Linked DNA regions of Mus musculus: regions 1, 2, 3, 4, 5 and 7 are each linked to region 6. Evidence: chromatin contacts called from public HiChIP or PLAC-seq, capture Hi-C and promoter capture Hi-C data. All regions are on one chromosome and are shown on one strand. The core of a region is the stretch at or near the end of the contact, and the rest is flanking DNA. Distances in the headings are between cores, read along the strand shown.

Region 1 (3,415 bases), core at 209-2,708, 500 kb after region 6:
TGAAACTACTCAAGTTGCAAAGCTTTAAGGAAACAGACCCTATTTCCTCCTTGTCCCACCCTAGGCTAGTACTTGGTTAGGGCAAAGGTTAGTAAGTTCAGTGGGTAAACATCAGACAAAATATTCACGTATCCCTGGCAGAAGAGTCATCCCCTGTGTGAACATTTCTTCCTGATAACACACATCAGCTTTCACGGAACCTCCTAAGGCAGAAAGTTTACATTAAGCTTCATAACTGTATTCCCTGCTTATGAATAATCAACCTTAAAAAAACAAATCTTCAGTGCTGAAAGTGCCCCACCCACCAATTCAGGAGCTTTATCTTGGACTGGGGCACTTGGTTCTCTGGATGCTATGCACTTCAGATGATGGTTTTCCTGCCCCGCTCTCTATTTTCCCAGCATCTAAACTATAGTCTTCTATATTTCTCACAGGTCTTCGAAAGATACTTTCTAGTGGCTCGCCCTTCCTGCCTCCTTTTGAATTAGAAAGTGGCTAATTATCAACCCTCAAACCACACAGGCGGTTACAACGCTCGTGAGTACTGTTATCATTTTTTAAAAAGTGGGTCTATGGCCATCAGAAAAGAAGCTGGCTCTGCCATCCGAGCGAGGTTAAGGCCAGTGTTTCCCCATCGCATATCTGGCGCAGCTCTGATTCTTGGCCCAGCCTTCAGGGCAGCTTCTCCGGCCTCCAGGGCAGCTTCCCAGCCTCAGTGACCACAGTGGTCCCCTGTTCTGTCCTGCTCGGTGAGAGGGTGTGGCTGGGGTGGCAGTGGTGAGTAAAAGGCAGAAGGGGGTACTCCTGGCCGTGCGTCCTGGGGTGGAGGTGACCCAGTAACCCAAAAGCGGCAAGGGGAGACCAAGGGAGTGACAGAGTGCAGGAGGTCTCCAGGAGGCCGGCTGACCTCCGCTTGGGGTGGTGGTGGTGGGGAGAGAGGTTTGGGGCGGCAGGCAAGCAGGTATTGGGAAGCGCCCAGGGCGCGCGGCGGGGTGGGGAGAACCCAGCGGATGCACAGAGTGGAAGCAATCGCAGAGCGGGGCTGTAGTCCCGGGACCGCGAGGGGACAGCGTGTGGGGTTCGGGACGCGGGCACCCACTCACCTATGCACAGCTGGATGGCGTAGGCGTAGTAGGACCAGCCCAGCAGCAAGCTGATGAACACCACCGGGATCCAGTAGAGCACCCGCCGGCACCGCCGCCTCACGCCGCCCGAGCCCGAGGGCGCCATCTTCCAGCCGCAGACACCTGCCCAGCTCTGCCGCCGCCGCCGCCCGTGGGCCTGGCTCGGGGCCGGGCTCGGGGCTCCCGGAGCACCCGACGGGACAGGCCCGGGGGCGGCGGCTGGCTGTGCTGCGGCCACCGCGGCCGCCGTGGCGCTAGCTCCCCATCCCGCGGCAGCGAGCGGGCGCCGCGGACTCCCGCTGCTCTGCCGGGCTGAGGCGGCGGCTCAGAGTAGGAGGACGAAGGCGACGAGGCGGCGGGAAGCTCCGCTCCGCCCCCGCCTGGTCCCCGCCCGGTCCCCGCCTCGCTGCCTCCCACTGCGCGGCGGGCTGCGCCCTCGGGCGGGTGCAGGGATCCGGACGCGGACTCCCACGGCGCCCTCGGACTCTCGGCTACCCGTGCGCCCTTGCCCTGGGCCACCGCAGGGGCGCTCGAGGTGGCGACCCGGTGCCCACCTTGGCCCTCCCGCCCCTGCACTTGGCCCTGGATCGCGGGACTGTGATGAGAATTGACACTCGCTTTGGGTCACCCTCCCCAGCCGCAAGCCACTCCCAGGGCGCGGATCGGAGGGGGACGAGCTGCAAGGTGTCGCTTGTAGGAGGACGAGCGTCAGCCCCTCTTCGCCCCGCCCCCGGGACCAGCCAGTTGCTATCCCACTCCTCACCGGCCAGGCCCAGGGAGGATTGCGCCAAGTCCTTAGGCGCCCAGGCCCTCACCCTTGCATCTGTCAGGAAAATTCTCGCTTTAACTTGTGGGTGCCAGTAAACTGGCTGAGAGTAGCCAAAGTGCGGTCAGTTTCCAGAACAGACCAGCGAAATGATGGTGTTTGGGCATGAGAACGCCTACCTAGGTGCCCAGATCGCCATGAAGAGGGTTGCCAGAGGCCCTAGCCAGAGGGAGCAAGTTGAATTTTACGTTGTGAATCCATTGACAGTAACTAGAGTTAGGGCTGGCAGATCTTTGCTGAGAGAAGATTCTCTCTTTTTGTGTTAAACTGTCTTGTGATTCTAAGAGTAAAGTTTACCGTCCCCATCTCCCAAGAGCCAAGCGATTCCTTCTCTGCGTTCTTTCCCATCCTATCCAGCCTGACAGTGATTTTGGTTGTGATAGCGATTCTAAATTTAGCATATAGTAGAGTTTAAAGCGGTTGTCAAAACCACTGGAACGTGATTCTAATGGTAGTTAGAACAAACATCCCACAGTTAATTGTTGGTGAATGGGAAAGGAACGTGTTTCTGAGATTACTCCTCCCATTATATAAACAATTAGTATGTGTAACAGGTACCAGATATCATTAATGAATACTATATTTACTCCACACAACCAGATTGGGTAGAATTACTTGATAAACGTGATAAGAATGCTGAAGTATAGAAACCCAGCTCCAATTATGTCCTCCTGGCTTTTCAATTATCTTCCCAAGACTGGATTAAATATCAAGCCAATGTTCCTGAAACAGCTACTGCATCAACGCAGAAACAACCTCGCTCACCGGCACCCCCAGAGCTCCCTGGGACTAAACCACCAATCAGAGAAAACAGGAGGTGGGACTCATGCGTATATAGCAGAGGATGGCCTATTCGGTCATCAATGGGAGGAGAGGCCCTTAGTCCTGTGAAGGTTCTATGCCCCAGTATAGGGGATTGCCAGGGCCAGGAAGCGGAAATGAGTGGGTTGGGGAGCAAGGGGAGGGAATAGGGCATTTTCGGAGGGGAAACTAAGAAAGGGGATAGCATTTGAAATGTAAATGAAGAAAATATCTAATAAAAAATAAAAAAGAATTTGAAAAAAAAAGTACATAGGAAATAGTAGTCAGACTCATGATGGACTTTAAGTCACTGAAATGTTCTTAGCCTGTGAGTCACTTTATTTTGCTGTGATGTTTTATTCTGTTTGGATACTCTCTAGGGCAGATTAAAATGAAAACAGAATTTCCCCTGCTATCCTTAGCTCCTCCCCTAGAAATCAGCTTCACATCTTAACCAGATTAGAATAAGGAATCGAGGGGGTAGCTCCCCTGTCCACGTGTTTAGCATGTTTGAGACCGTGGATTCAATATCCTCTACCAACTTCCAATTCATAAAATAATGAGACCAAAGGGGGGGGGCAGCTTGTGATTCCCATATCAGAACCAAGATACCTCGTAAAGATGAGCTAGCTGCTGGTGAAGATGAATGGACATTACTGAAGAC
Region 2 (3,301 bases), core at 270-2,769, 430 kb after region 6:
GTAAGGAATTTAATAGTTTTTCTTAAGCAAGAATAGAGGAATTATAATGTGGAAGCTTTAGTTTCAACAATTTACTGAGAATTGTAGGACAGAAGTAATTTGTCACTGTTGTAGGTGTGGTGCCAAATAACTAGGAGAACTTCTTGAAAGATTATCTCATGACTGTCAGTTGAAAGTCACAGAATCCTGTGTCATTTGAGGTTTCCTCATAAGTGAACTCCAGCAGAGTATTCTGACTACTTACACTGATGAGTGGCATGCTGAGAATCTAAGGCTCCCACCTGGCTGGCTCTGGAAGTTTTTGGTTTTGTTTTGTTTTGTTTTGTTTTGGTTATTTATTTATTTATTTTTGGTTTTTCAAGACAGGGTTTCTTTTATTTATTTATTTATTTTTGGTTTTTCAAGACAGGGTTTCTCTGTATAGCCCTGGCTGTCCTGGAACTTACTTTGTAGACCAGGCTGGCCTCGAACTCAGAAATCCGCCTGCCTCTGCCTCCTGAGTGCTGGGATTAAAGGCGTGCGCCACCATGCCCGGCTGTATTTTGTTTTTTTAATTGACAGCTTGGTATAATGATAGTTTTCAGAAACAGAGTCCTAATTTTTTATTCTTCTATATATTCAGAAATATCTAAAAATATCAAATATTTTATTGAGTGCTATGTGAGCTGCTCACATTAAAAGTGTATGTTAGCAATAAGGTGCTACCAGTCATTCATATCTAGTCTGCTGCTGTGTTCTAAGCAGCTGCCAAGGATGCATGGTGCACACAATGTTAGAAACCGTTGCTGGCAGGAGTCCTGTCAGGCTAGGATGTGACTACAGGATAGTAAAGGCTTTGTATTTTAAGGAGGAAGTTGATTGGTAGTCTGTTCTGTGTCTGTCTATTTCTTCTCTTTTCCTTTGACACTCGTTATTTTTCTCAGTCATAGCTATAGTAATATAAGCAGATCAGAGCAACCATTCTAAAAGAGTTGTATATTTGTAAAATTCTCTTTTTAGTTGAGAAAATGGAAATTATGTGGTAGATTGACAATGACAGTGGTCTGAACACTCATGTTGTCTTTGTTTTACTAAGTTTTAAATACTTTAGGGGATGCAGATATTTTTAATGACACTGAGTATGGTTTATTACTGTTACCCTGAATATGATCTACTTCCTTCATATCTCTGGAAAGTTGTTAAGGCATGCTTAACTTGCCTTAAGATGTATAATTAAAATAAAATTTTCCTATTAGAATTTCATATTCTGGTAAAAAAAGGCTTTTATAGTCCACAGATAAATTACAGATTCATATTTTATCAATCCCCTTGCCATCTTTACAAGGTTCATCTTTACATATTAAAAATGTATTCATATTTTTGTCAGTGTCTAAATCTGTAATTGTGAATTCCAGTCCCAAAGTCCTCTCTATTTGACAAGCAACTTTTCTTCCTTCTAGGGTGGATTACAGGAAGTTGCTGAGCAGTTAGAGCTGGAGCGCATAGGCCCTCAGCACCAGGCAGGATCTGACTCACTGCTTACAGGAATGGCCTTTTTCAAAATGAGAGAAGTATGAAGACATCAGTGCCTTTTTCTTGGTTGTTAGGTAGAGAACATTAAAGGTCTGATGACAAAAGTTTTGGGCATTAAGAACCTACTAAGTGAAGATATAAATAGAGGTACTATATAAGTTACATCCACCACATTTGAATGAAAATGTTAAATAAGTCCTCCTGAAATGTAACGCAAAAGGAAATAGAATAAACTCTTTATAGAATAAAAAAACATTATTTATTCTACTGAAATATGTTGTTTATAGAATAAAAAATTAGGTGATTGTAGAGATCATGTACATATGAACATGCTGTTTTTTAAGCTAAAAAGGTAATAGTGAGGGAACTCAACTTTCTTAGACCCCATACGAGCCAGGGAGTCGTACCTTCTTTTTCTAGAAACTGGTGGCGAAAATAGATTTGCTCATGTCATTCTTCATTGCTTTAAAGGTTTTATAAAGTAGAACTTAACAGTTTTTACTAAGTCTTAAAGGCTTTTTGAATATATAGGTATTAATTAAATCTGAAGTCTGACATATAGTTGAGTCAAAACTATCAGGAATTCAAGTATAAAATTGTTAGGAGTAGAAGGATGATATGTAGTGGAACTGAGTGTTTTTAGGATAGATAACTAGGTGATAGATGTCGTGGTTACTTCATTGCTGATAATAATAAACAAATTTTAATTGTATACCCACACACACACACACACACACACACATATATACACACACACACACACACACATGTATTCTATTTTTGGTACACTGTGTGTGTGTGTCCTATTTTAGTTTGGTATAAATGGTACAAATATATATATAAAATGTGCCTACAGAAACACATTTTTATGAAATAGTTGCTGTGGAATTATTTTGAGTATATTCTCTTGGTAAAAACATGCTATTGACAGAACGCATTTGACTTGTTTTGCCAGGTAGTATTGATTCAGAAGTTATTTGAATTGTCCACTCACGTAACTAACTTAGTTTCAGTATAGGACCACCTTTTGGATTTTTTTTTTTTTTTTAGTTTTTTTGAGACAGGGTTTCTCTGTTTAGTCTTGGCTGTCCTGGAACTCAGTTTGTAGACCAGGCTGGCCTCGAACTCAGAAATCCACCTGCCTCTGCCTCCTGAGTGCTGGGATTAAAGGCGTGCACCACCACTGCCTAGCTGGATTTTTATTTTAAAATGTCTTATGGCTAGTCAGTGGTGGAATTCTGGCACCAGTTTGTTATCCTTATTTTCCTTTTTATTGTCTTCTTCAAGGACAGTGATGTAGTGAGAGTGTTAAGGTTTACTGTCTATACCATGCTTAGGATTTTGTTAATTTTAGTCAGTTCACCCTTGCACCTAGACTTAAGACAACCTAAGATGGTATAATGTCTCCTCCCCTTCTCGACATTACTTCTCATATTCTGTGAAGTTTGTTATGTTAAAGAAATGAAAATGTCTGCCATGTTTTTTATGCTCATAAGTTCTTATTAAAATGAGGTAAATGTTAACGAAAAATATTTTTGCTTTTTAGAACGTGTCCTTTAGGCCTGTAGTTAAGGGCATCAGTCAGTCTTATTTATTAAATATGCAGCATAGCTTCTCAAAGGAACATCACAGAAAGAGTTAGTAGCAATTACAGTGTTGAGATGTAAACTACAGGTTGTATCATTTGCTTAAGATGATTTTTTTTTCTTTCAAAATTTTCTTTTTAGATGTTCTTTGAAGATCACATTGATGATGCCAAATACTGTGGTCACTTATATGGCCTTGGTTC
Region 3 (3,744 bases), core at 703-3,202, 320 kb after region 6:
CAGGACAGGCTGCAAGTTTGCTTCTCCACAGAGGCAGATGAGTCATAAACTCTGGAGTAAACTCACTCCTATCTGCAACATCTGGTAGGAGCACAGAGACACATCACAAGAAACTGAGGTCATCGATGCTTGCTTTCTTGGAATTTTCTCATAAGGGCTCAGGATCCCTCTCCTGTAACTACATTCTTGGACTGTGTCCTGACAGTAGACCTTTCTTTAAAATGTCTTTGGTTGTAAGTCTCTGGGGTGGACTGTGAATGACCAGAATGGCCTCTGATTCTATCCCACCATGCCCCCACTTCCATATGGACAGAATTTTTGCAGTCTCAGCATTTGCGAGTTGATGCTTCTGGTGGCTCTGTATAGCTTCCAGTCCTGGTGTTCCCAGGCCCCTGCTTGCTAAAGTGTCGACCATATCAGCTCTCCCTTATTCCAGGTCTCAACAGCAGCTGACATAAACGTTTCCTCTGTGCCCTGACAAGAGAATGTTACTTATAGCATCTGACCTGACTCTTCCTAAGTGTGTGCTTTCTCGCTGAGAACTTCAAACAGTGCGTTTCCTCAGATGCCTTCTTTCCCCAGTTGACATAACTCTTCAAGGTTACCTCTTTTGGTCCTAGGACTTAAACACTTGCTAGGATGCCAGAGTCATTTGAGCAGATCTCAGACACCACTAATAAGCATCAGAGTTTTATGTCCTACAAAGGAAGCAAAGAGCAATAGCCACTAAATAACATGGGTGTGCTATCCCACTAATGACATAGGTGGATCTCATTTAAAAATATCACATTTGTGGTAAATGCACAATCCAGAAGAAACGGGTGTCACTTTCTTAGCATATATTAAAAGCCACTTACAGCGTATGTGCCCCTGTGTGGCGTGTCCGTAGTCTCTGGAACAGGCGAGCAAGTTGTGATGACTTTGTCCAAGAAATAAGTAGGCTCCCAGGTCTCATCTTCAGATAGGAGCAGCCTCATTGCCGTGGAGATTAAATAGGCTTGAGCTAGCTCACCACTGAGGCACAGCTATTAAACTAGTAGGTTTTCAGGGTGGCGCCAGAATTGAGGGGATTTATTTCATTTGAGGTTGTTCCAGCTACCTAAGCACAGACTGTGAAGTGGGCCCTGAATATGGCTGTCCTCATGTGCTCTGTATACTGAGGAATGAAATTAATTGTCGCGTTGGTTACCCATTTCTGGTATTGTTTAACATACGGGTCATTTTGGTGTTTTTTTTCTCTCTCTCTCATTTATTTATCCTCCATTTCTTTTTGTCTTCTATAGCTTCAAAATTGCTTATGACAGCTCTGGGACCTGTCAGAGTGATTGCCAAACTTTGAAATTTAATTTTCCTGCAGCAGCATCCAAAGTTAACAAAGAGACATGGGAATAATTCCATTAAGTCTCCCCCCATCCGCCAGCAAGTGCTCCTCCTCGCTCTGTTCTACTCTGTTTCTAAAAATACTCTAAAGTGGCATCGACTCTCTCATTTCTGAGGGGAAAATAGTCTATACTGAAGGCTTTCGCCGTAAAATATTACCATAGTTCAGTATTAGAATGAAGTTCAGTTTCACTAGTCCTCAGGGTATAAAAAAATGATTTATATTTCATTTTTACATACTGTTAATTCGTATACCGACCCTAGATATTTTAGCTATACAACTTTAAACAGCTAAATAGTTTCCCTTCTCAAAGAAATGCTATAAAGATAACATATCCTCATTTTTTCCTTCCATAGCTGCTTCATGACAGTGTCCTTAGAGTTAGTTCAGAATAGAATGTTTAGTAAATTAAATAAAATAATAGTCATAGGGAACTGACAAAATATGCTTATTAAATAGTTGTGGGTCAAAGAAGAAGTGAAACCTGCAATATTAGACTTAATTCAGGGGATCAGGGGAGCTGTGTTTCATGGAGCTAAAGAGATGGCTCAGCACTTAAGGGCGTGTACTACCCTTCCCAAGGTCTTGTGGCTCACAGGCTCCTGCAGCCTCAGCACTCTTAAACGCGTTCTCACGACCGGCCAGGAAGAACACAACAAACCAGAATCTTCTGCGGCAAAACTTTATTGCTTACATCTTCAGGAGCAGGAGCGCAAGCCCCCAAGCCCAAAAACGAAAGCCCCCTGCTTACATCTTTAGGAGCCAGAGCGCCAGCGCGCCAGAGCGCAGAGCAAGAGAGAGAAAATGGCGGAAAACCCCGTCCCCTTTTAAGGAGAATTATCCTTCGCCTAGGACGCATCACTCCCTGATTGGCTGCAGCCCATGGCCGAGTAAAGGCAGAGTACATGTAGTGGAAAATTACTCTTGGCACATGCGCAGATTATTTGTTTACCACTTAGAACACAGGATGTCAGCGCCATCTTGTGACGGCGAATGTGGGGGCGGCTCCCAACACAGCACCAGGATATCCAGTGACCTCTTCTTGCCTGCTAAGGCACCTGCACTTCGATGCACAGCCCCCACCCCAGCGCACATAACTGAAAACAAAATAAACCTTGAAATAAAAAGGAGCTGTTTCCGTAAAGAGGTCATTGTACTGCTGTTTCCACACAGCCAGTACAGGTTGTGTTGTCCTTCCTGTGGTGTGTCGTGACACAGACCTACTGCAGTATCCCTGAAACTGTTCTGCATCAAAATGCACAAATACGTGATACTTTCCACACACCCAACATTCGGAGGAGAGTTCCAGTATCGTTAGAAGGATTCACCAGTGAATGGAAGCAGTTCTCAATCTTCATGGTCTCCTTATGAACCTTTTTATATTTCTTACTATGGTCGTTTATGTGAAGGCAAACATCCACGTGCCCTGTCTTCCACTTTACAGACGCGTGGAAAAGCATAGTGTTTCTTTTTGATAGAACTTAGCTCATATTCACACACTGTCGTTATGTAAATGCAAGGCTTTAATGCATGCATGTGCTGACTTATGTGCAAAATGTTGTATAGCTACAATGAAATAAAATACTGACCTGTGTAAAAGTCAAGGAAATATTAGACTTCATTATTAGACTGTAATATTAGACTTCAGTCAGGGGATCAAGGGAGCTGTGTTTCATGGAGCTAAAGAGATGGCTCAGCACTTAAGAGTGTGTACTGCCCTTCCCAAAACACTTACGTAAATGTTTTGTGGCACATTTAAAATCACATTTTCGTAACTGGTATTTTATTATTTGATACACATTATCATGGTCTGCTGCTGAGCCAAGGGGCGTATTTTGGTTTAATTATTGGAGACATTCTCCCGTGTAAGTTTTAGAGTAAATATAAGGTTCCTGGATATTTTGTGATTGGCTCTTTTGATTTTCACCCAACGTCTCTAGGTTGAAAACGTGCGCTTGGTAGACAGAGTGTCTTGTAAAAAGGCAGCGCTGGGAACTTTGTATCTGACGGCCACTCACGTCATATTCGTGGAAAATGCACCTGACACAAGAAAAGAAACCTGGGTATGACATCTGCATCTTTAGCCTTACATGTTTTTCATTGGTTTCAGGATGGGGACCGTGGACTTTTGGGGGCATTTTTGGGAGCGATTTCTGAGATGTATTAGAAAAGGAATTTCCTTCACAGCCCTAAGATGGGATGGATGAATGTGCTAGCAGTGGCTGAAGCTGCTGGAGCCTATGCATGGCCGGGAAGATCTTCAGTCCTACCAGGTGTCGCATGCGACAGCACCTGATGTGTTATAACTGTCCTTTGTAGGATGTTTTACACACATCTGTTATTGTTTGAATGTTTCATACATT
Region 4 (3,615 bases), core at 480-2,979, 420 kb before region 6:
GGCTGGCCTCGAACTCAGAAATCAGCTTGCCTCTGCCTCCCAAGTGCTGGGATTACAGGCGTGCGCCACCTCTGCCCAGCTACACCATGCCAAACTTACACACACAAACACATGTATGTGCACACGTGAATAAATGCACATTTAAATAAACACAAAAATATTACAACGTCTGGGTCATGGTGGCACACACCATTAATCCCAGTACTTGGGAGGCAGAGGAAGCCGATCTCTGAGTTTGAGCTAGCCTGGTTTACAGAGTGAGTGAGTTCCAGGGCAGCCAGGGCTACACAGAGAAACCCTGTCTCAAAACAAAACAAACACAAACAAACAAACAAACAAAAAACCAAAAGCAACAACAGCAAAATCTAACTGAAAAACAATTTTAAAAAATAAAATACTGGAAATATATACTTGTCATCTACATGAGAAGAAAGTCTTATATAAAGAGTTATCACAAGTAATTACCAAATATAAATAACTCTAGAGAAAAATAGATTAATAGTTCATGATAATACTGAGATTCATCAAAACATAAATAAACTGAGAATAAGCTAGGCTGAGGTCAAAATGCAGGCTAAGCACAGAATGTTAGCATTTAACAAGACAGAAGCATGCCGCACACCTTCAGATTCAAAGGTGAATGGCGTTTTCCTTTAATGTCATGGTTGTTAACATCAGCAAAACCTTTCCCTGGTTTTTCTCCCCCACAGGAGAGATTATTTCATTCAACATTTTCTATGAATTGTTTACCATGTGTACATCAATCATAACTGAAGATGAGAAAGGTAATCTGCAGAGAACATCATACAATGTACTTTTTAGAATAAGTTAGAACATGTGCTAAGTAGGCTTGCTATTTCAATTGTGTGTCTGTTATATATCATTTAGTATATCCTGGTAAATTCTTATAAGTGCATTGAAAATTAGTCTTATTTTAAGATTACTATAATGCTTATTAAACTTTAAATGAGACGTGGAAAATGTGGAAGAAGTGTTCTAGACCAGAAGCATTCTTTGTAAAAGAGATCATGTTAAGTGTCTGAGTGTTTGCTTTAATGTGTTGACTGTGTACCATGCGCATGTCTGGCACTCCAGGAGGCTGCAGAGGGCATCTGATCCCTCCCAACTGCAGCTACAGACACTTACAAACTGCCAAGTGCCTGCTGGGAACTAAACCTGTGCTGTCACTAAGAGCAGCACGTGCCCTTAACCACCGAGGCATGCCTCCAGCCCCTCAGAAACTTTTGTGTTTTCTGCATATCTGCATAGTCCCTTTATCCCCACCTGTATAACTGAGTAGAAGGAAGTGTTCACCAGGGGCCTCTGCTACCCGCGCTGAGGCAGTGTCTTGGTCACTATTCAATCTGTGAAAAGACCATGGCCAAGATAGCTCTTATGAAATAAATATTTAATTGGGACTTGTTTCTGCTTTCAGAGGCTTAGTCCATTATCATCATCATGCTTAGCAGCAGGCAGGAAGCCATGGTGCTGGAGAAACAAACCCCTGAGAGCCTCACTGATCTCTAGGCCGAAGGGAGGGGGGAGAACAGGAACCTGGCCTTGGTGCGGGCTTTTTGAAAACTCAAAGCCCATCCCCAATGACACACTTCCGCCAACAAGGCCACACCTAATACTTCTCAAATAGTGCCACTCCCTGATGACTAAGCATCCAAATACTTGGGCCTGTGGAGGCCATTCTCATCCAAGCCACCTCAGGCAGTGACAGAGGTTTTTCTGGAGTCCCAGAACAAACACTCTCATAGTTTCTTAGTCAGCAAGCACTGTGTGTGAGAGCTTCACTTTCCTAGATTTTCCTGGCTGGACACCAAGACACATGACCCTGGCTATTGACTTACACCTAAGACTTGAGATGTCCATTTGTAGGTGGCAATCAAGGAACTGGGTAAGTCGTATTATGAGGTTATGTCCTGGCAGAATTGCTTTGCAGTTGTTCAAGGAATAACCATTGATTTGTTTCCATATCTGAGTCAGATTTTAGATACTGTGATATCTAACGTGTGCTTGTAACACCAGTTTGAACTTGTTAAGGCTTTTTCCTGGCAGCCAGGGTTCTTAATTATTATACATTGCTTGGTAAAACAGTTTTGAATGTGAATATTCACAGCTGCCTATGTCCATGTATTAAGAATCCATTGTATTTTAACTGTGGATTCATGTCTCTCTCACTTTCTTCTTAAAAGGTCATTTACTACATGGGAGAAACATGGATTTTGGAATATTTCTTGGGTAAGTAAGCAACTTGACCTACTTTTACTACCTTAGAAGAGTAGATGATAGAATTACCTTGATGAAAAGTAAACGCCCCTCATGCGCAGAGGAGAGCCGTGGGTGAGGATGACGGGATTCCTTAGTGTTAGAAAGGCAGGCACCTGGGGCGTCTCAGTCACTTAGGAGGCGTATCGCAAGAGTTGCACGCAGTGGACAGGAATTTGGACCATGCTTGAGGGCGCAGATCCTTATTTTCATTTATTGCTGAAGTCTGCCATCTCGGCCTTTATGAAAACATGATGGCTTTCTAATAGAGATCGTCATCTGAATCTAGGTCTCGCTGTTGATGTGACCAGAATTAGTCAGCTTTTCTGAGCATCAAGTTTTAGCCCCTGGAAAAAGGATGAAGCCACCCTGTTTTTGGATGAAGAAATGTTTATTCTGGCTTACAGTTCATAGGTTTCAGTCCATGGTCAGCTGGCTCTTCTGTTTCTAAGGCTAATAAGGCCTCAGAGCATCGTGTTGGTTGGAGCAGGTATCAGAGGAGGCTGTTTACCTCGTCGAGAGAGGAGTGCAGTAAAGACAGTGTAGCCTCCGAGGGTATACATCCGAGGGTATCCATCCAGGACCCTGCTTCCTTCATACGGGACCCAGCTCCTAAGTTGGCATTATCTCCCAATAATCTCTCAGCTTATTAACCCATCAGTAGATTAATCTAATCACTCCCTAAAGCCTTACCTCTGAACATCAGTTCACTGAGGACTGGGCCTGTAACATTTCAAATCCACCATAGTACACTCAAGGCTCTGTTAAGGTTGATCCTAAGTGACCAGCTAGAAGAAGCTCCTGTAACCAGACATAGCATCTCAGACCTGCAACTCTGGCCCTTGGAAGGTTGAGGCAGGAGGATTACAAGTTTGAAGCCATCTTGGATTCCATACTAAGACTCAGTGACAAACATGCATCTATGTAATGCTGGACTCTCACCTTCGTCTTTGTCTTCAATGTCAGCAACATTTATCTTTTTTAGGTGGAATATAAATAATAACACTTGGGTTGTCACAGAAGAATTAAAGCCCTTAACAGTGAATTTGGACTTCCAAAGAAACAATAAGACTGTTTTCAAGGCTACAAGTTTTGTTGGATATGTGGGCATGTTGACAGGATTCAAACCAGTAAGAAATATGTAACTTTATAAACAGTTTTGTGTCCTGGTTTTACTGTCTGGGAGTCTAAGAAAATGAGGACAAAAACAGAATATGAAGGTAGGCATGGTGGCATGCTTCTTCAGTTCTAACACTTTGGAGGCAGGTGTCAGTGAGTTTAAGGCCAGTCTGGTCTACATAGTGGTGCCCAGACCAGCCAGGGCTACACACTGAGACCTGT
Region 5 (3,512 bases), core at 507-3,006, 290 kb after region 6:
ATTAAGCCAAACTGCAGTTAGTAGAAACTTGTTTCTCTTTTATTATAATATTTCCATCATATTCTGTTAACTTATCCTAATAATTGGCTTATAATAGATTAATTTAACCTAGTGCTTATTTTACGAGTCTTTAAATAAGTACCATGATTTTTGAATCATCAACACTTTAGACTAATCTTGAATTGTTCAGACATCTCTCTTTACCTATGTATAGATGTTTTCAAATCTGTACTATAATATTTGTGTGTAAAAATTGCTGATCCAGTACACTATTTATCAGCCTACCAGAAGACAGAATACTGAAAACACATTATTCCAGGATGTCTGTCTGATTCAGAATATTCCCTCCAAACAGATGTAAGCTCATTATATCATAAAATTTAATTTGGAGATGAGGTCATATAGACAGGAAATGATGTTTTCAGTCTATAAATAAGGATACTGGAGCTGGTTTGAATCGAGACCAGAAAGTACTACTGACTAAAGCGGGACTTTCTTTGACTACCCCTGATGTTCTTTACAAAAGGGAAAATTACACTTTGACTTATTCTTGTCATTTACAAGTGATGTTTTATAGCTTGTTCCAATCTACCCTCTCGGGTGGTAGGAGTATGAATATGGTCCAAAACGTGCAAAGGGGATGTGACAATTTTAAAATGAATTCGACATTAATGAAAACATATTTTGAAGGTTGCAATATGCCGGTATTGAACAGGAGATTAAAAAAAAAAACAAAATCAAAAACAATGTGTAAGGTCAAAGAATTTACAACAATGTCATAAACAAGGGCCAGGAAAACAACGAAACAAATACTACTCCAAGAACTGTTCTATGAAACTTCAGTATGGCAGAGGGTGTTTTTAGTCTCTGGATTCCCTTGGTGCCTTAAAGGGACCTCATAGTGGATACTTTGTGTCTCTAGCTGTCGTTTAGTTACAGCTAGGAAAAGACAGCCGATATGTACCTAACACAGGATCTGGGGTTTTCACATCTCTATCAAGATTCCATCAGTGAAGTCACATGGTTATGTGAGATGTCTGACTTGACAGCAACCTTAGTACTAGGGCACAAACAACATTGGTATTACTCTCACTTTCACCCCAAAGACTCTGCTGACTGAGCCTGTGCCAGAATACATCCAGAACCCAGTAGACTATGCATACTGCATCAGGGTGCAGTCATTTTTTCCCCCTACCACATTCTGAAGTTCCACCTATCTTCGGATGCTCTGGAAGGCAGCCAATGAGGGTATAAAGCTTCACAGATTCATTCGCATCTCTCCAAGAAACCACACCCAACACAAGGCCCTCTTTGTGCCTTAGGAAACAGTGGTGCCACAGTATTACCGTTTTATGCTGCCTGACTCTCTTTGGGTTTTGATTTTTCTTTTTTTAAAAAAAGAAAATATGGGGGGTATCTTTATGTCTCTTTTACTGTTCCAAGCTGCTGGACCCAAATGATCTTCCTGCCTCAGCCTCCTGAGTGGCTGGGATTACAGGCAAGCGCCACCGCAGCCAGCTTGAAGATCCCCATCTGGAAAAATACCTAGTGACTTGGGCAGTGAGAGCCTCCACCAGAGAGAGGGAGCGGAAAGGAGAGCAAAGTCCAAGGGTGAGACCCGCAGGTGCGAGCAGGCGCAGAGCCGCGATCTCAGGCCCGCGCAGGCGCCCAGCACCACCGGCGCACCTGGAGGAGGAGCCAAGGCCGGGACCCGCCCACGCCCGCGGCCGCCGAAGCCCCCTCCCCGCCCTTCCCATTGCGCCGCACGCGCGCGCGCAGGTGCGTGAGGCCGCGCCCGCCGGGGACCCTGCAGACGCGGGCCCGCCATGGAGCACATCCGCACGCCCAAGGTTGGTGGCCCGGGCGGAGGAGGCAGAGAAGGAGGAGGGATGCTAAGCGCACGGGGCTGCCCGGCCGGGAGCTGGACCGCGAACGAGGGAGGAGCTGGCGGCGCCCTAGCATCTCCCAGAGCACTGCGAGGCCGGTCTTTCTCTTGCTAGCTCACAGGCCTAGCTGGCGCTAATCTCTTGTCCTTGGGGGTGAGGTGGTGCGCAGTGGACGCAGGGGTGGGCAGGAGGGAATGGACCCCATTTGTCTGTTGAGTAACAGGGTGCTGATAAACGGTTTTTCTTTAAATATTTTCATTTAAAGAAGGTGCTGGTAGCTCTGAGCAGTTGAAAAGGAAGCAAGCTCTTGAATAGCAGGTGCAAAGAAAGTGCGTTATAGACAGATGGTTTGAATGAACTTGGAAGCTTGTTGAAGCTAAGGATTGGACTCACCCGAAGCATCCTTTCCCATTTTGGAGCTGCTAGGGACCTGCAGCTGAGCCTAGGATACATATTTGCCATGACTGAATGATGGCGTATTCTTCTCTTTCCCGTTTGTTTGGCCCCTTGGGAAGAAGATGCTGCGTATAGATTTCACCCGTGAGTGTGTGTTAAAACACACCGGCGTTTGCCGCTCAACAGAAATGATTATTTCCAGATTATACAGTTAATTAAGACTGGAAGCCTTAGCCATAGTACCAAACCTTGCCACTCTTTGTTGCAATATAATTTAGAATTAAAATAATGATAGAGATTCTTGTCTGATTTTAAAAACCTCTGGGAAGGAAGACCTTTTTAAAAATCCCGTTGTTTCTCTCTTAGTTACCACCACACAGTCTTTTCAGAATCATCTTATATTTAAAATCTAGGTCCCAGACAGACTTGGACTAAAATTATATCCGAGTGCACAGAAGTCATGTGATCCCAGGGCTATTATCATTTCATGGGAACGTATATTTAATTACTTTGCTCCTTATCCAGCAAGAATTTATCCCTACATTCAGAGATGGTTGCCCATACCTCTTAGTAAAAGCCTCATTAATATTGTGTTCATGGAAGAATTAGTCTTCTAGCCTGCTGGAGACCGTCAGTTCCAGCGGTGAGTTTCAGTTGTGTTGACGTTGCCCCATGGAATGAAACTGTTACTTTACAATCAGGAAGTTGTAAACTTAGGAGACAGTGCCATAAACCACAAGATCCGTGGCTCAGGGCTCTCAGGTCTTAAGTGGTACTAAATAATTTATTCAAGAGTGATGAGTTTAACCCATGATTCTCTTTGTCTTTTGCCAAGGGCATTCCTCTTTCATGATGAAGGGGCCCTTTGTACAGGTGGTGTCTTATGTGGATGTCGGCAGCGGGGATGAGAGGGTATTTATCCTGGCACTGGATGGCATTGTCTTATTTGGTGTCAACTTGGGAGAGCGATATCACTTTCTGGACTTTACTCTGTTTCACCTCAGACAAAGCCATATCTCTATATTTTTTTGTTTTGTTTTGAGGCAGGGTTTCTCTGTATAGCCCTGGCTGTCCTGGAACTCACTCTGTAGACCAGGCTGGCCTCGAACTCAGAAATCCGCCTGCCTCTGCCTCCCAAGTGCTGGCATTAAAGGTGTGTGCCACCACTGCCCGGCAAAGCCATATATTTAAACCTGAATAACAGGAAGTATTTTTTTAAAATTGGTTTTC
Region 6 (3,515 bases), core at 17-2,516:
AAAATAATTAATTAAATTAAAATAATTAGCAGTGATATGTACTTAAAAAAATGTATAGTGTATAAAAACCACACACACAAACACACACACACACGTAATAAAGCCTAATCCTACGGTTATCTGTCTACAATACAGGATGGACCTAGGGCAGGTACACATCTCAAATAAACATTTTTTAAAGTGATGTAGTGGTTGGTGAAGTGGCTCCTTTTCATTACCATAGCGCAAGGAGGAAGCTCACCCCTGCACGGTGCCTTTTGATTTTCATAAGTCTGCTGTAGCATACACACTCCCAAACACACACACACACACACACACACACACACACACACACACACACACACACACACACACACACACTAAATGCAATTTAAAAAATTAAATGATGCAAGGCCCTCCTATGTGCTACAAAAAAAAAAAGTAGGCTTTGTTTCCATCCATCCTCTTATTTATACGGAAAATATAACTGCGGTCTAGTTTTTTTTTTTTTTTTTTTAAATTGGTTTAGTGCAGCATTTTGTTGTTGTTGTTGTTAAAAGACCTAGGCAAATCTAGCAGGATTTTAGTTCAGATTGGTATACAACAACAGCAACGACAACAACAACAACAAGCAAACAAAACAAGACTGTAATGGGGAAGGAAGACACACAGGGAATTTTCCACAAGAATCTCTTTGCTTAGGTGGCACCGGCTACAATAGTCCAGGGCGAGGATCGGTCGTATAAAGGTGGAAGCGAGCCACTGCGGGCGCGCCATCAGACCGACACGTTGACACAGGGGGCTGGACCAGGCTCCGTCTGGGGAAGATGGGGTAGATCGGTTCGATCGCCTGTGGCTTTCTGATAAGGCTAGAGAAGTCCTGATAGGCTCTTTCGGTCAGTGCAACCGCCGCCTTCACAGGAGTTCTTCAGGGCGATGGGGGAAAGGAAAAGAAGAAAGGGGACCCTTCTAGGACGAGCCAGGTACACCGGAAGGTGACCAGCGCTGGGGACGATCCCTATGGCCAAAAGTTAGAGGAGTTGCTGAGAGAATCTCGGACTGGGCGAAGGCGGTCAGAAGCCAGAGTCACTCACCATCTTCCAGCGCTTCGTGTAGCAACAGAAGTCCGAGCAGCAGCCAAAACTTCATCTTCAGGGCTGGTGACCTGCAGAATAGTTCAGGACTGCAGACGGCGCGACAGGCTGTCCAGGGCAGGGCAGGGGCGCAGAGGGGAGGCGGCGCCTGGGACACCACAGCTGGAGGATTCGGTTTCACTGGGGGAAACACAATTTGGGGGAAAAAAAAGAAGATTAAAAAAAATTTTTTTCCCCTGTGTAATGTGATCTCTTCTGCCCCCTGGTGGAGTGGTGACGGATAGAGCTATTACCAAGCACTGGGAAGACAAATGACTAGGAAGGCCTAAGGTGACCTAGATGATGGAATCAGGAATCAGTCCACCTTCTCTGGTAGGGTCTTGCTTCTTAGCAAAAAAGTGCGTCTTAAGTTTCTCTTGGTCCCCAGGTGTTCTCTTACTTGCACTAAAAAAAAAAAAAAAAAAAAAAATGGGTTTGCTATCGCATTAAAAAATATTGTTGGTTGTGGCTGCTCCTTTTAGGCCTGGTCAGAGACAGGGTAAGAGCGCATCTAGTCCTGGACCTGATGAACCTGCGCATCTTATGCAGGTGAAGGAGCTGTCATAGTGGGGAGGGACGGGGCTGCCTGTCTGCAGTCAGAGGGGCTCACAGCAACTGCTTGTATGAGCTTAACAAATGGAGAACCAGAGAGAAGAGAGGAGACGGGAGGATAAGCAGATAGCGGGAACAGTATGGGGAAAGAACTGGACTTCCGGTTGCGGTAGAGCGGGCTGTCAGTGTGGACCTAAGTCTAGAAAGGCCTTTTAAGAACCCCTCCGAGTACGCTGGGAGGAAATATGCGCCCAATGGAGGAGAAGAGCATTATTAGCAGTCCTGGGCCATCAAAAGTCAGAGTGAAATGTTAGTCCTTCTCTTATATGGTTTTTATTTTTTTGCCCATGGATTGTTTTCTAAATAGTATTTTAATTATACATCTTAGTGTTTTCTATGACTAAGATTCTCATTGCTCCTTTTGGTCTTACTTAGTTAAAAAAAAATCCCTTCAAACTAGTGCACACTATTAAGAATTTGCTTAGAAAAATAAACTTAAAAAAAAAACTAAATATTGGGCATTCCTTGCTTGTTCCCTAAATAAAGACATTTAACTTCTCAAAATAATCTTCCATCTAAATAGAATCAAGACGGATTACAAAATTATTATTTTTTTAAAGTCAGACATTTCTTATTTGTTTGAGGTCTCTCTACTTTGCCCTTGCTGTCCTTGAACACACCATAGAGAGGCCTCTAACTCACAGAGATCCACCTGCCTCTGCACCCTGCAAGTACTGGAACTAAAGGTGGGTGCCCCCGTGCTTGTCAAAACAGGAGCAATGAGAATCTTAGTCATAGAAAACACTAAGATGTCTACTTAAAATAACTACTGCTAATGCCGCTTCTACTCCATTGGGCGCATATTTCTGCCAGCGTACTCTGAGGGGTTCTTAGAAGCAATGTCAAAATCTTTGCTATTCCCCAAGTCAGTCATCAAAGGTAACATAGGGTAAGACAAGGACCCCAGCTACATAATTTCCATGAGGCAAAAAGAAATGACCTTTTCAATGCCAGGAAGCATCAGGTGATAAAGACGTACCATTATCGGCTGCATACTTGCAGCAAAAGCCATCCAATGACAGGGGAACTAAAAAGCAGGAACTTCTGGTCTAAGATTGCCTGCCGCTGCCTCTCCTACCTCTGCTGCAGAGTTTCAGTGATTCATGTTTTCCTGTGTATCCAAAGAGTGCCTCTTACGAGTTGTTTATATACATACCCTCATGTCAATGTAAGCCACTTCAGAAACATTTGTCGTGCAAGCCTGACTTTTCTTGGGCTGTGAAACTCTTGGTGCTTACACATGAGCAGTTTGGGGAAGACTCTGGCATCTTGGAGAATCACTGATTAGAGAATAATAGAACCCCGAACCATGACAGTTTCTCTTTGATTTGGAACAACAGGTAGCCTTGAGTTTGCCTGGATGGCCTTTGTCTTCCAGTTGGCTGCTCCTGTCTTAAGTGCATCGAAAAGAAATCTGAAAGTTTTGACATAGTGTCTATAAGCTACTACTAGAAAGCTTCGAATGGCAGGACAGTGTTTTTGAATACTTCTCTACTTTGACCTACATTAAAAGACAAATGGAGGTAATGGGTTTGTATTTGCTTGGCCCAGGGAGTGGCACACTTAGGAGGTGTGGTCTTGTTGGAGTAGGTGTGTCACTGTGGGCATGGGCTTAAGACCCTCATCCTAGCTGCCTGGAAGTCAGTCTTCCACTAGCAGCCTTCAGATGAAGATGTAGATCTCTCAGCACCTGCCTCTCCATGCCTGCTTGGATGTTGCCATGTTCCCACCTTAATGATAATGGACTGAACGTCTGAACCTGTAAGCCAGTCACAACTGAATGTTGTTCTT
Region 7 (3,456 bases), core at 540-3,039, 290 kb before region 6:
CCCATTTCCCCACTGAAAAGGAGACAGCTGATAGCTGAGTAGGGTGTTGGGGGCTGAGTCAATGCAGCTCTAACAGCTTTGGCAGCGGGTGTATAGCCCATGGGTAAAGCAGATTCTCATTATGTGCTACACCATAGGTTTAAAACTCAGCATCACCGAAAGGCAAAGGAAACCCTGTTCTTACTATTTGGCTTGTAGAACTTGTAGCGAATGCGGCAGTTCTTGTTGTTAGTTACTATTGTGTCCTCTGCAGACGCCTGTGACAGTAGAGCTTGTCAATTTTTTTTTTTTTTTGAGTGTGGAGAAAGCAATAAAGATACAAGAAAGATACATTCAAAATACTAACCTCACCACAGTGGTCATTGTCACATTAGCTTTAAAATTCCACGCTTTCCTTTTAATATCAGCGGTTTGAATTCTCTACTATTTCAAATGCCATAACTTCATCCCTCCTGTGTGTGTAGATCACTTCAGCCTAAATGTCATTGCCTTATTATTGTTAATTTTTTAAGCCATTGGGACTAACTTTTCTATAAGAACTTCCAAATTTTCTAAGTCAATCGTCAGAAAGTGTTTAATGGGAAGGTCAAATACAGGCAAAGCTCTCTGCTCAGTGACTCACCTAGGACAGAAGGGAAACACTCTACTTTTTACCGGAATCTGAGTTAAGAAATAGGGGCAACAGAACAGATGGCAAACAACTGCTTGCGTTACATCAAAATCGACGAGAAGCGATCACCTGGTTTCCAGTCTGAGATGGTTACACAAGATTAGTGGAACTGAAAAAGTTACCTTTTACACAATAAAAGCGGCTCCAGAGGCTTTAAAAGCAAAAAGAACAGCTAGTAAGAGCATGGCTAATGCTTACAGGAAGGGGCACAATCTTACATATCAGAGAACGCTGTTACTAATGGACAGTCCCAGATTCATGCACACATGTGCTGCCCTGATGGGAATTTAGGGTGGTATCAAAAAAAAAAAAAAAAAAGGTGAAGTTGGGAAGACGACATGGGGAAACTTGGAGGAGAATGGGATGTGGATATGGTCATATTTCATGTTTTCATATCTGAAGTTCTCAAGAATAAAGAAAAATCATAATAAAAAAGGATCAAGTAAACTGATGGGTCCATTGCGTCCGTTATAAGCTTGTGGTGGTGGTGTTTTCATACCTAAGAAAAACGCAGCCTCTGTCCCTGTCTTAGTTGAAATGATACTTTAGTTTCCTCCTTTGCAGCTGGCAGTTTCTTAACTTTACTATCTATCTGTAAGGCAAAGTTTCAGATGGCTTTGACTTTTAGGATGAAGTATAAAATTCTCTGGATGAACACAACTATAAAAGGCTGACATAAAGATATGTAATCCAATAAAATGTCCTGCACGGAGGAGAAATTGAGAATATAAGAGTATTGGGGCCAGTGGTGGTGGCACACCCCTTTAATCCCAGCACTTGGGAGGCAGAGGCAGGCAGATTTCTGAGTTCGAGGCCAGCCTGGACTACAAAGTGAGTTCCAGGACAGCCAGGGCTACACAGAGAAACCCTGTCTCAAAAAACAAAACAAAACAAAACAAAACAAGACAAAAAAAAAAAGTATTGGAGCTTGCCCTCCAGTTGTTTTTTTTTGTTTTTGGTTTTTTGGTTTTTTTTGGTTTTTTTTGTTTGTTTGTTTTTTGTTTTTTATTCCTTCCAGTAAAACTGATTTCCTCATGTTGTTTCTGGATTAGAGCCAGAGTCAACTTTGCCTGCCTCTAATCAAATAATGGGGAAAACCGTTTGTAATTCTGACTTCAGTTAGAAGTTCCTGGGAGGCTCTGTGTGGATGGACTGAGCCTAGCTAAGTCCTGATTCATTTTGACTTGAGGTAAGTTATTATCTGTACTGCTGACTGGACTGTAATAATGGTGACTCTTTCATGACAGCGAATGGCAGACACCAGGACTCAGAAAGTAGCCTTTGGCTTTCGAAAGAGATTGAGATGACTGACAATAAAGCAGAGTTGCTTGCAACTTGGAGGAGAGATTTAGAATTTAATTAGTTTCTAGTCTCCTTGTATTTCAAATGAGTTAGATGGGGATTCACAGTAGAACTTTCCATTTCAGCCTACAGAATTAAAAACAGAGTAGGGTAAGACTGGCCAAGGTGAAATATGGCAAGACATATCTCAGGGTTGTTTGCAGGGAAATAGACATAGAGGCTAGATACCTGCCCAGCTCTAGTGCTTTTAAGACTTATTATAAATGTAAAATATATTTAAAATATAAATAATTATGAATATATATTATCTGGGAACTGAATGAATGATCAAAGGCAGGGTAGAAATCCCTGATGGAGATTATAAAATCAATACAACATTCTCCGATTGGACACAGCTGCACTGACAATCTAGTCTTCATTATTCATGTTAGTAAACCATCCTTATTTGGTACATCTAGTTTATATAACATCATCCTGATCCTTATCATTCACTATGCCTAGTTGTATTTCTTTTATAGTATTTTTGCTTTAGGTATTTTGAATTAGAAATCATTATATTTTCAAATTATTATAAAGGTATGCATTGAAATTACCTTCAAATATCTGCTCTCAGACAGGCTTTCTTATTTGATATAAATCATTTTAAGAAGGTGGGGGTGCAGTTCAGTGGTAGAATGTGACTCTCGTGGGTAGGACTCTTGTCAGTGTACTACTAGGTTTTCATTATCCATTCATCATAGTTGGATATTGGGGCCACTTCCATTTCCTGGCTACCATGAATAGAACAGCAATGACCGTGGTGTACTCATACCGTAACAGCAAACTATAGTCTTTGGGGTATCTGATCCAGAGTGATTCAGCTGGATCTCATGGTAGATCTACTTCTAGCTCTTTGAGGAACCTTTACATAGTGGCTGGACCAGTTATACTCCTACCTGTAACCATACTTTTTGGCTACTTTATTAGGTTCTTTTACCTACCACTCTTCTCTACCCCAACCCCTTCCAACCGCCCAATCCCGGGTAGGCAAAAAAGAAGGCTAGAGGGGAAAGGAGAACAGGTCTCTTTAGACTACTTCCTGATGAGTAGTGGCATCAAGTTCCTTGGAGGAAAACCAATCTTCCATCATCAGGATATCTACAACTAGAAACAGGCAGTCATCCAGCCAACAAGAAAGACGGGCAAACAGCAGCAGCAGAGACCAGTAGCTGCCGCAGCCTCTTGGAGCTAGGGCATTTTTCTAGCCTCGCAAGAGTTCCTGGAATTCCAAACATAAAATATCTTCAGCTGGCAGTATCACACCCATGCCAGACCACAAGACGAATCATAGTTAGCTGCTGTGGACAATCTGAAGCATCCCATACCCCACACCTGGGATTAAAACAAAAACATATTTGCATAACATGAATGGGTTTTTAAAAAAACCAAAATTCTCCCTCTACCCACCAGTGGTGGATAATAGTCCCTCTTTCCCCGTATCCATG

Evidence for each region. Promoter capture Hi-C pulls out the DNA fragments that hold promoters and counts their contacts. HiChIP or PLAC-seq counts read pairs in DNA pulled down with a chosen protein or histone mark. Capture Hi-C pulls out chosen DNA fragments and counts their contacts.
Region 1: a promoter capture Hi-C map of stem cell-derived epiblast-like cells shows a contact between it and region 6, with 6 times the contacts expected there. The contact joins the promoter of Zdhhc2 here to the promoter of Pdgfrl in region 6. A contact is called at or near these places in 2 of 39 promoter capture datasets (embryonic stem cells and stem cell-derived epiblast-like cells), 4 of 484 Hi-C or Micro-C datasets (all in embryonic stem cells), 4 of 115 datasets of contacts at active chromatin or transcription factors (embryonic stem cells, pancreatic cancer cells and stem cell-derived neural progenitor cells) and 2 of 9 other capture datasets (adipose tissue and embryonic stem cells).
Region 2: a contact with region 6 is called in an H3K4me3 HiChIP or PLAC-seq map of bone marrow-derived macrophages, with 3 times the contacts expected there. The contact joins the enhancer-like site here to the promoter of Pdgfrl in region 6. A contact is called at or near these places in 12 of 39 promoter capture datasets (the 3T3-L1 cell line, cranial neural crest, embryonic stem cells and 4 more), 3 of 115 datasets of contacts at active chromatin or transcription factors (bone marrow-derived macrophages, embryonic stem cells and stem cell-derived neural progenitor cells) and 2 of 9 other capture datasets (embryonic stem cells and liver).
Region 3: a contact with region 6 is called in a promoter capture Hi-C map of liver. The contact joins the enhancer-like site here to the promoter of Pdgfrl in region 6. A contact is called at or near these places in 16 of 39 promoter capture datasets (the 3T3-L1 cell line, the C10 cell line, the HPC-7 cell line and 8 more), 12 of 484 Hi-C or Micro-C datasets (the AtT-20 cell line, bone marrow-derived macrophages, cortical neurons and 8 more), 14 of 115 datasets of contacts at active chromatin or transcription factors (acute myeloid leukemia, a beta-TC-6 cell line, bone marrow-derived macrophages and 8 more) and 3 of 9 other capture datasets (embryonic stem cells, liver and pancreatic islet).
Region 4: a contact with region 6 is called in a FOXA1 HiChIP or PLAC-seq map of pancreatic cancer cells. The contact joins the enhancer-like site here to the promoter of Pdgfrl in region 6. A contact is called at or near these places in 4 of 39 promoter capture datasets (the 3T3-L1 cell line, embryonic stem cells and liver) and 1 of 115 datasets of contacts at active chromatin or transcription factors (pancreatic cancer cells).
Region 5: a promoter capture Hi-C map of liver shows a contact between it and region 6. The contact joins the promoter of Mtmr7 here to the promoter of Pdgfrl in region 6. A contact is called at or near these places in 14 of 39 promoter capture datasets (3T3-L1-derived adipocytes, the C10 cell line, the HPC-7 cell line and 6 more), 2 of 484 Hi-C or Micro-C datasets (embryonic stem cells and olfactory sensory neurons), 9 of 115 datasets of contacts at active chromatin or transcription factors (a beta-TC-6 cell line, embryonic forebrain, embryonic stem cells and 3 more) and 4 of 9 other capture datasets (adipose tissue, embryonic stem cells, macrophages and 1 more).
Region 7: a contact with region 6 is called in a capture Hi-C map of macrophages, with 2.8 times the contacts expected there. The contact joins the promoter of Fgl1 here to the promoter of Pdgfrl in region 6. A contact is called at or near these places in 17 of 39 promoter capture datasets (the 3T3-L1 cell line, the C10 cell line, the HPC-7 cell line and 11 more), 2 of 484 Hi-C or Micro-C datasets (3T3-L1-derived adipocytes and cortical neurons), 3 of 115 datasets of contacts at active chromatin or transcription factors (bone marrow-derived macrophages and embryonic stem cells) and 3 of 9 other capture datasets (adipose tissue, embryonic stem cells and macrophages).

The regions. Positions count from the first base shown.
Region 1 is chr8:40,421,858-40,425,272 of GRCm38.p6, reverse strand. It overlaps Zdhhc2 (zinc finger, DHHC domain containing 2), which reads right to left and starts at 1,458. Exons shown (of 13, transcript NM_178395.4): 1 at 1,104-1,458. The coding sequence starts at 1,230.
Region 2 is chr8:40,494,054-40,497,354 of GRCm38.p6, reverse strand. It overlaps Cnot7 (CCR4-NOT transcription complex, subunit 7), which reads left to right. Exons shown (of 7, transcript NM_011135.5): 6 at 1,440-1,550; 7 at 3,240-3,301. Among named protein-coding and RNA genes, the nearest start is that of Cnot7, 16 kb to the left of the region's middle. Within about 2 kb of position 1,519, at least 5 of the 459 cell types and tissues checked have an H3K27ac peak or open chromatin away from gene starts, as enhancers often do. A contact at or near this core is called in bone marrow-derived macrophages, where this site is marked.
Region 3 is chr8:40,608,594-40,612,337 of GRCm38.p6, reverse strand. It overlaps Mtmr7 (myotubularin related protein 7), which reads left to right. Exons shown (of 14, transcript NM_001040699.1): 2 at 3,322-3,444. Among named protein-coding and RNA genes, the nearest start is that of Mtmr7, 24 kb to the left of the region's middle. Within about 2 kb of position 1,952, at least 33 of the 459 cell types and tissues checked have an H3K27ac peak or open chromatin away from gene starts, as enhancers often do. A contact at or near this core is called in bone marrow-derived macrophages, embryonic stem cells and liver, where this site is marked.
Region 4 is chr8:41,346,720-41,350,334 of GRCm38.p6, reverse strand. It overlaps Asah1 (N-acylsphingosine amidohydrolase 1), which reads left to right. Exons shown (of 14, transcript NM_019734.3): 6 at 711-785; 7 at 2,202-2,247; 8 at 3,260-3,404. Among named protein-coding and RNA genes, the nearest start is that of Asah1, 26 kb to the left of the region's middle. Within about 2 kb of position 1,729, at least 56 of the 459 cell types and tissues checked have an H3K27ac peak or open chromatin away from gene starts, as enhancers often do. A contact at or near this core is called in embryonic stem cells and pancreatic cancer cells, where this site is marked.
Region 5 is chr8:40,633,036-40,636,547 of GRCm38.p6, reverse strand. It overlaps Mtmr7 (myotubularin related protein 7), which reads left to right and starts at 1,756. Exons shown (of 14, transcript NM_001040699.1): 1 at 1,756-1,850. The coding sequence starts at 1,827.
Region 6 is chr8:40,923,984-40,927,498 of GRCm38.p6, reverse strand. Pdgfrl (platelet-derived growth factor receptor-like) reads right to left here and starts at 1,266. Exons shown (of 6, transcript NM_026840.3): 1 at 1,074-1,266. The coding sequence starts at 1,128.
Region 7 is chr8:41,213,489-41,216,944 of GRCm38.p6, reverse strand. Fgl1 (fibrinogen-like protein 1) reads left to right here and starts at 1,789. Exons shown (of 8, transcript NM_145594.2): 1 at 1,789-1,859.